Linked DNA regions of Danio rerio: region 1 is linked to region 2. Evidence: chromatin contacts called from public HiCAR-type data. All regions are on one chromosome and are shown on one strand. The core of a region is the stretch at or near the end of the contact, and the rest is flanking DNA. Distances in the headings are between cores, read along the strand shown.

Region 1 (4,761 bases), core at 1,013-3,512, 130 kb after region 2:
AGGTCCTGGCGGCGGGCATCTGTTTGGCATGTGTGTGTAGTCATGCCTGTTTTTCTCATTTTAGAAAGAGACTGTTTAATTTCACCCTTTCCCCTTCTTTTTCTTTGTGTTTTTTTTTTACTGCAGTCTTAAAGGGAGAGTTCACTCTAAAAATCAATTCATTCATTAATTTTCCTTTGGCTTAGTCCCTTTATTAATCAGGGGTTGCCACAGTGGAATGAACCACCAACATATGCAGTGTATTTTTTATGCAGCGGATGCCCTTTCAGCTGCAACCCAGTACTGGGAAACACCCATACACTCTTATTCATATACATTCACTACGGCCAATTTAGTGTATCTAATTCACCTGTAGCACATGTGTTTGGATTGTGGGGGAAACCGGAGCACCCGGATGAAACCCACGCCAGCACAGAGAACATGCAAACTGAAATGCCAACTGACCAAGCCGGGGCTTGAACCAGCAACCTTCTTGCTGTGAGGCGAAAGTGCTAATCACTGTGCCACCTCAATTCTGTCATCATATGAAGAAAAGTTTACAGAATTAAAGCGATAGTTCATCCAAAAATGACAATTCCGTTTATAATGTTTACACAAAAGCCAAACAGCACACAGCATTTTTCAAAATATCTTCTTTTGTGAAGAAAGAAACTCAAGCCAAGTCTTGCCTGAGTAAATGTTTTAAACTGAATTGTCATTTTTGGGTGAACTATCGCTTTAATTCTGTAAACTTTTCCTGATATAATAACATAAATGATGACAGAATTGGGGTGGCACAGTGCTTTATTTTGGGTGAACTAGCCCTTTCAGAGTTTTATTTATTTATTTATTTATTTATTTATTTTTATTTTTTAAGATTTATTAAGTATGGGTTTTAGTAAAAATTTAATATTTATTTTATTCTGTAAAGGTCTGAAAATTATTATTATTATTGTTATTATTTTTTTTTACAAATTTTAAATATTGTCATTTCGAGCATTTTAGTCAGAATAACAAATGCTTTAATTTGATTTCACTGAAAAGTAGGAAAGGATTCTGGACAAAAGACCTTGAGGTTCAGTTGTTAGGACTGTCACCTTACAGCAAGAAGGTTGCTGGTTCGAGCCCCAGTTGGGTCAGTTGGCATTTCTGTGTGGAGTTTGCATGTTCTCTCCTTGTTGGTGTGGGTCTCCAGGTGCTCCAGTTTCCCCCACAGTCCAAAGTCATGTGCTATAGGTGAATTGAATAAACTAAATTGGCCATAGTGTATGAGTGTGAATGAGTGTGTACGGATGTTTCCCAGTACTGGGTTGCAGCTGGAAGGGCATCTGCTGTAAAACATAAACTGGATAAGTTGGCGGTTCATTCCGCTGTGGCGACCCCTGTTGAATAAAGTGACTAAGTCAAAGGAAAATGAATGAATGAATTTATTCCTTTTAAAGCAAAGCAGAATTTTCATATCATTAGTCTACAGCGTCGCATGATCCTTAAGAAATCATTGCAAAATGCTGACCTGACGATCAAGAAATATTATTAATATAATTATCAATGGTGATTTAGATGTCACAATTTTTCCAGAATTCATTGATTAGTATATTATACTTGTTTCAAAGATAAATATTTATTAAATGTGTCATATTTGATCGATTTAATGCACCCTTTCAAAATAAAAGTATTTATTTATTTATTTTTATCTTCTTTACCCTATACTTTATTCAAAAGAATATAGTGAAAATTATTTTTATGATCTTTTCTAAAGCTTTTAGTTGCATTTATAGAGCTGGACACCTCATAAGAAACCTCACAAGAAATCTCTTAAAGGGACAGTTCACCAAAAGCATGAACATTACCTCATTATATATTCTCCCTCATGTGGCTTTTGAACCTTTATGAGTTTCTTTCTTCTGTTGAACACAAAAGAAGGTTGTTTTGAAGAATGCTGGCACACGTTGACTTCCATAGTGGGCAAAAAAGTTACAATGGAAGTCACTGGTCAATCGGCATTTTTCAATATAAATTCTTTTGTGTTAAAAGACACTCAAATGGGTTTTGAACAAGTGAAGGGTGAGAAAATGATGAAAGAATTTTCATTTTTTTGGGAATTATTAAAGCATCTTGATTCTGTGTAAACAATGATAGATAACTCTTCTTTTTTTGTTTTCAGTGCGCTGGCCCTTTAAGAATGCTGCTGGTATTTTTCACTCTGTGTTTGTTCTGGTGATTCTGGCTGTGTTTGTTCTCTTTCTCTGCTGGATGAATTAGAGTAATAAAATGTCTCTCAGGGAACAGCTGTTCTCCTCATTACTCTCTCCATCTTTCTCTCTCTCTCGCTTTTCTTACTCCCTCAAAGGAGATCCAGAACTCTTATCAACACACAGACTGCGACTGTTACAGAGTTTCCCAAAGATGTGCCAAGAGATCCAGCGTTTTCCATTCTGCTCTTATCCTGTCAAACACTTTATCTTTGTTACCTGACAGCATCAGACGTGATGTAATGCTCTGTCAGAAAACACCCTCAAACACTTCTCATTTCCAAGGATTTTTTTTGTTAAAAAAAGTTATTTTTTAAACTATATTTAAGTTTTGTTTTTGTTTTTTTAATATTAGTTTTATTTTTAATATTTTTGTGAGTGTTTTTTAGTATGGTATTACATCATTTAAATGCCAATGATTTATATGGTTTTTTAATTTTAATGAAATTTTTTTACATCATTTTTTTTTCAAACGTGATATTTATGGTTAGTTTTATTTAGCTTCTTTTTTTTGCAAGCGTGTTATTAATTTTTGTACTTTAGTTCCTCTTTTAGTTGCCAATGCCTTGTTTTTTTTCATTTAATAGTTCTACAATTTTCACATCATTTTTCTACATTAAAATTATTATTTTTTTTAATGGGGAATAAAACTTAGCCAGTACTTATTATGTAAAAAATAAAAATAAATAAATAAAAATAAATAAATTAATAAAAAAAAGTAATATTAATAATAAAAAAAAAAAACTTTTTAGGGCTTGTTAATACAGTCGCTTTGGCTCATTTCTCAGTACACAACATTTCTCATGTAGTCAATATAACTGTGTACTCCGGGGGGCTGTTCTAGAGTTATTCTCAATTGCTTTGGCACATTTTTTTTTTTTTAAACAGTCTTAACATTCTCTAAACTGTGAGTGCGAATCTCACATCTGTTTGCTGGAACTTCAGAATTTTAATGCATGTCTGCAAAATGTAGTAGTTCACACAAAACATTTCATTCTTGCTTCAAAAACCTACTTATTTTGTCAGTAATTTGGCCAAGGCCACCAAAAAATAAAGTGTATTTGTCATCGTGTGAGCCTCGCTGCTCAAAATGATGAGTTGTTTTTTCACCATAACAGTCTACTATGGAAATTAAGGTTTAAAACAAATCTGATATTTGTAGAGAAGAGTCGATAGTAGATCGAAAAATATATGTGAACACTCGTATTTATACAGTACATTTATTTGTGTACAGGTGTATTGCATGCAAAATGCAATCTTGCTTGTCCAATTATTGTATTGTATGTTTCATATTTCTTATGTTACCACAAATGTAAATGTGTGTGTATATACACAGTTGAAGTCAGAATTATTAGTCCCCCTTTGATTTTTATCTTTTTTTAAATATGTCCCAAACAATGTTTAACAGAGCAAGGAAATTTTCACAGTATGTCTGATAATATTTTTTTCTCTGGAGAAAGTCTTGTTTGTTTTATTTCGGCTAGAATAAAAGCAGTTTTTAATTTTTTAAAAACCATTTTAGGGTCACAATAATTAGCCCCTTTAAACTATATATTTTTTCAATAGTCTACAGAACAAACCATACTGTAGTTATACAATATTTTGCTTAATTACCCTAACCTGCCTAGTTAACGAATTGTCTGTCGTGTATGAGTATGAATGAGTGTGTGTGGATGTTTCCCAGAGATGGGTTGTGGCTGGAAGGGCATCCACTGCGTAAAGCATATGCTGGATAAGTTGGTGGTTCATTCCGCTGTGGTGACCCCAGATTAATAAAGGGACTAAGCTGTAAAGAAAATGAATGAATGAATTTTCTAAAGGTCAAAAACCACCTTGAATGAGCGTAAAAACACAGTTGCATATTAAGAGTGTTTTATGTATTATTAACCATTTTGAATTTGGCATTTCTGTAAATGTCTGTTATGGTTTGTAAACATCTTCCATGTTGCTCTTATCTGTGTTTTTTTTTGTTACCTGACTGCACATAAACCCACCCACCCCACTAAAACACTTGTCATTTACCGTTATAACCCCCTCTCTCTCTGTAGCATCCATGTTTCCGGAGGACTTCTCCATTTTGGCGACGGTGAGGCCAAAGAAAGGCAGTCAGTCGTTCCTGCTGTCGGTGTATAATGAGCAGGGCATCCAGCAGCTGGGTTTGGAAGTGGGACGTTCTCCTGTATTCCTGTATGAGGATCACTTAGGCAAACCCGGCCCAGAGGACTACCCGCTCTTCAGAGGAATCAACCTGGCAGACGGAAAGTAAGACATACACACACACACAAAACCAACACAAGCTATGTGGTTGCGTAATGTCTGGGTAGGATTGAGTGTGTTTGGTTTTGATTATTAGCTTTGATGTGTGACATATTTACTGTGCCACTGGTGTGAGGAAAACACCTGCACAGGTGAGCAGACTCAGCTGTTACACCCTATGAGACTATAAACACCGCTGAACACTGAAGTAGCACATATGCAGATGTTATGAAAACACTTTGTATGGATAGATATATTGACAGACAGATATATA
Region 2 (4,580 bases), core at 1,030-3,529:
GAACATTCACATTGGTAGAGTGTCAGTTCTACAACTTTCAGAGGTTAAATGGAGGTTTAAGGGTTATACACTCACAATTGATTCTAGAATATTCACAAGATGGACTGTCAATTCAAAAACTTTAAGAGGTTAGATGTGTGTTCTGGGGGGGTAGGGGGGGGTCACACTTACTATTGGTGCTAGAACATTCTAATAGTTCACTCAATTCTACAACATTCAGAAGTTAAACGTGGGTTATATAATGACAGTTGGTTATACGCTAAAACTTTCACATGGTTGACTGTCAATTCTACAATCTTTTCAGAGATTAAATTTGGGTTCTAAGGGTTATACACTGAATATTAGTTCTAAAACATTTAAATGGTTGACTGTCAGTTCTACAACTTTCAGAAGATACATTTGGGTCGTGTAAATTGTATACATTTTAAGTTAATAAATGTGGGTTCTAGAACATTCATGTCAGTTATGCAGCTTTCAGCAAAATACATGTGGGCTTAAAGGTTATATACTCGGTCAGTTACAGAACATTTATAACTAAATAACTAGCTATTCACACATTTCTCTTTCGGCTGTAGAACATTAAGGTGAATGCATGTTGGATTTAGAACCTAGCCATGGTGAATTGAGGAAAACTCGCATGATTTGTTGTTCAATCGAGAATATTTATAAAACTTGTTTATTATTGTCACTGTATGTGTTCATAAGATTGAAGTGAGTTTTGTTCAGCCGAGTTTCTAGCTAGGCAACATCTTGCAGGAATGTCATATAATTGGAAAGAAATGTTACAAAGTGTTCAGACTGTAAAACAATATTCCTTTATTTCCTAATGGGGTATTAACTACTTCTCAGCAGTCATTTCAAGACATACCAGCTTGATCTCCAGTCATATTTGTAAGTTATTTTCTGAACAAACCAACCAAGTCCAAAAACCCCTCCATCATTAAGCTGTCTAACCTCTAGCTCTCTCTTGTTCTTCCTTTTTTTCATGTCAATCACTAGGGAAAAAGAAAGATTATTAAGCTTAAGGATGAAGAGGCTGGAACTCTGTGTCCCAGGGCATGATCCCTCTGTCTGGAATGACTCAACAGGAAAACATCCCTACTCATGGTTCCGTATCAGCAAATCCTCTTTAAAATGTATGGGTCATTTCTGAGAGGTCAGTGTGTGTGTGTGTGTGTGTGTGTGTGTGTGTGTGTGTGTGTGTGTGTGTGTGTGTTTGTGTGTGTGTCTACTGGTTTTGGTGGTTTACAAGGGCAAAAACTTGTATAAAGACATGGATATGGTCTAGGTGTACTCTATTTTGGTGGTTTACGAGGACGTGGCTTTTGTCCTCGTAATTCAAAATGCTTAAAAATCATACTTGACTGGATCTTTTGACATTCAAAATTTGCCCTTTGAGGGTTGGGTCCAGGTGTAAGGCCATATAATAAGTGGTTTTGACTATATAAAATACATTATGCCTATGGGGAGTCCTCATAATTCACCAAAACCTGTGTGTGCATTGTTGATTGTTTATGTCCCCATTTCTCAAAAAGCTCATATATATATATATATATATATATATATATATATATATATATATATATATATATATATATATATATATATTTATATATATATATATATATATATATATATATATATATATATATATATATATATATATATATTTATTTATATATATATATATATATATATATATATTTATATATATATATATATATATATATATATATATATATATATATATAAATATATATATAAATATATATATATATATAAATATATATAAAATATTTTTGTGTTTGTTTGCGTCTTCAAAAAGTAAAAATGCACAGTTTCCTTTAAGGTGTTGGGGAATGGCAAATGGAAAATACAATTTGTACAGTGAAAATGGAATAGAAATTTATTAGATGTCCCCATAAATCACAAAAAAAACTCTTTTTATGTGTGTTTGTTAAAGTTTAAAGAATGTTTCTGGAAAAAGACTCCAATACCAATCTTCGCTAGACACACTAACCCAGAGACTAGAAGTTTATTGAAGTAATTCAGCAAAACTGGACCGTAAAAAAACAATGTTTGGCAGTAAATCAGAACATATCCGGACGCTGACACATCAACCAAAGTGTTACACGTGTTTACCCCCACGTTTCTCCACTATCTCATTGACTTTCCATATGCGTCTCCCCCCTTTTTTTCCTCACGGTTGATCCTGGGTTTTAGGAGTCGCTTAATAATGGAAAAAAAAAGCCAGAGAATATTTTCCAGTTCTCAAAACCCCAGAGCCCTCAGTGATTTTATGGAGTGAGTCAGGCTGTCTGCTGAAATGAGAGTTAGAGAGGGGGTGCGAATGAAAGGGAAAAAAAGGACAGAAAGAAGCTGATTGTCTTCATACAGTAGGAGAAAACATGAAGATCTGTTGTTTCATTCTTTCCTTCACTTACTTCAGTTGTTTCTGACAGTCTTGTTTCTATTGAAGTTGAATGTTCTGTCTTTGATTTTCAATCTCTCTCTTCCTCTCTCTCTCTCTCTCTCTCTCTCTCTCTCTCTCTCTCTCTGGATGTTCTCCATAGATTTCTTGGCCCTGTTGGCCGATATAGGAGTTGAGAGAGAGAGAGAGAGAAAGATTAAATTTATAAGGAACATTAGGTCAGCTGAATTCTACTGTTGAAAGAAGTCTTTCATGGCCATGCACTGTAAAATACAATGTGTTGAATTTGGTTTTAAAAAGTGAGTAAACCCTTTCAAAGCATTTAGTTGACTTTAAAATAGTGAGTAAACCTGTTGCTTTTAAAGCAATTAGTTGAGTTGACTTTAAAAAGCAAGTAAACCCATTGCTTTCAAAGCTGTTAGTTAACTTGACTTTAAAATACTGAATAAATCAGTTGTTTTCAAAGCGAACAGTTGACTTGACTTTAAAATAGTGAGAAACCTGATGCTTTTAAAGTGATGAGTTGGCTTTAAAGGGCACCTAGGTTACCCCCTGTTCCAGATTCAATATAATTTTTTTGCGTCCCCAGAATGTGTCTGTATCTTTCAGCTCAAAACACCCATTAGATTATTTATTATAGCTGTCTGAAGTTTCTGTATTATAGCTGCTAAAACCTGGTTGCTGTTTTTTTGTACTGGGCCTTTAAGGCCCCGTTTACACTAGTGCATTTTAGTTTTAAAACAGCATTTTAGATCAAAAATGATCCGCGTCCACACTAGCGTTTCACCTAGCATCTCTGAACATATCTCCGTCCACACTACGCCACCAAAAACGTATATCACGTGAACATTCGCGCACTCTGGGCAAGTGCGTTCTAGTATAGACATAAAGCATGCGTCACGCTCGGCCTTTGGTTATTGTTAGTCAACAAACGCCTGTTGAACATTAAACGCGATGGCAAAGAAAGCAAGAGAGGTATTTTTGTGGACAGACGACGAGGTCAAGTTGAATGAATAACTGCACAATGGCGCCTAAAATAGACAATAGTGCAAACAACGCTCGCATTTTTGTGCCCATGTTGTTGTTTACAGTACTGTCTTCCGGTAGCGTTAAAGCCATGTGTTATAGTCATGTGATAGCAGCTTGACGAATAAGGGAAGGATACGGAATGACACAAAAGCCCCAATCAGTTAGCGAATCTCAGCAGTCCCGCCTCCCGCCCGAGTCTAACTCTCACCTATGGTCATGAGCTTTGGACAAGATTTCAAATACAAGCGGCCAAAATAAGTTTCCTTCGAAGGATGGCAGGGCGAACCCTTGTAGATAGGGTGAGGAGCTCTGTCACCTAAGATAAGCTCGGAATAGAGCCGCTGCTCCTCCACATCGAGAGAAGTCAGCTGAGGTGGCTCTGGCATCTGTTTCGAATGCCTCCTGGACGCCTACCTAGGTAGGTGTTTCAGGGATGTCCCACCAGGACAAGGCCTCAGGGAAGACCCAGGACACACTGGAGGGGCTATGCTTCTAGGCTCACCATGGGACCGATTTGGGATCTTCTCCAATGAGCTGGAAGAAGTGTCTGGGGAGAGGGAAGTCTGGGGTTCTCTCCTGAGACTGCTGCCCCCACGACCCAGCCCTGGAAAAGCGGATGACGATGAGATGAGAAATTAGTGATTTAAAGTATTATGTTCAGAAATGTGTAGCAACAAAAAACTAACTTCAACTGTATGTCAAGTGCTTGTTTTAATCTTTAATCTTTTTCAGTTGTCATCTGAGAAAGTCTTCAATGGCTGTCTGTAGTCTGGAATGTTCTGTCAGGTCTCTCAAAAAGAAAAAAAAACGGCAGAAGGAAAGTTGTACTGAATTAAAATGTCATAAATCAGGATTAATGTCACACCTGCTGACATCCAAATGACACACGGGTCCCCAGACCAAGGCTTTTAAAATATAGGAGCGCTTCAGTGGACGTGTGTGTGTAAGTGTGTATGTGTGTGTTCCAGGGCGGTAATCCAGAGGAATCTGTTCAAAACCTGATCTGTGATTTACTCTGCTGTTGTGTCAGTGTCCCGGGCTGACAGTGGCCATTACTGAGCCCCAAACGAGCACAAGCTCTCCCAGCGCACCCGCAGCCCGCCGGACTCAAGAGCAGCTG

What was found. HiCAR-type assays count read pairs that join an accessible place to other places.
Region 1: a HiCAR-type map of caudal fin shows a contact between it and region 2, with 3 times the contacts expected there. The contact joins two enhancer-like sites. A contact is called at or near these places in 1 of 18 Hi-C or Micro-C datasets (caudal fin) and 1 of 4 datasets of contacts at active chromatin or transcription factors (caudal fin).

What each region holds. Positions count from the first base shown.
Region 1 is chr21:7,853,274-7,858,034 of GRCz12tu, forward strand. col5a1 (procollagen, type V, alpha 1) reads left to right here. Exons shown (of 66, transcript XM_073935764.1): 3 at 4,280-4,493. Among named protein-coding and RNA genes, the nearest start is that of col5a1, 71 kb to the left of the region's middle. Within about 2 kb of position 2,263, at least 12 of the 62 cell types and tissues checked have an H3K27ac peak or open chromatin away from gene starts, as enhancers often do. A contact at or near this core is called in caudal fin, where this site is marked.
Region 2 is chr21:7,721,097-7,725,676 of GRCz12tu, forward strand. It overlaps LOC137488861 (a long non-coding RNA gene), which reads left to right. Exons shown (of 12, transcript XR_012397134.1): 5 at 1,000-1,156. Among named protein-coding and RNA genes, the nearest start is that of col5a1, 61 kb to the right of the region's middle. Within about 2 kb of position 2,280, at least 13 of the 62 cell types and tissues checked have an H3K27ac peak or open chromatin away from gene starts, as enhancers often do. A contact at or near this core is called in caudal fin, where this site is marked.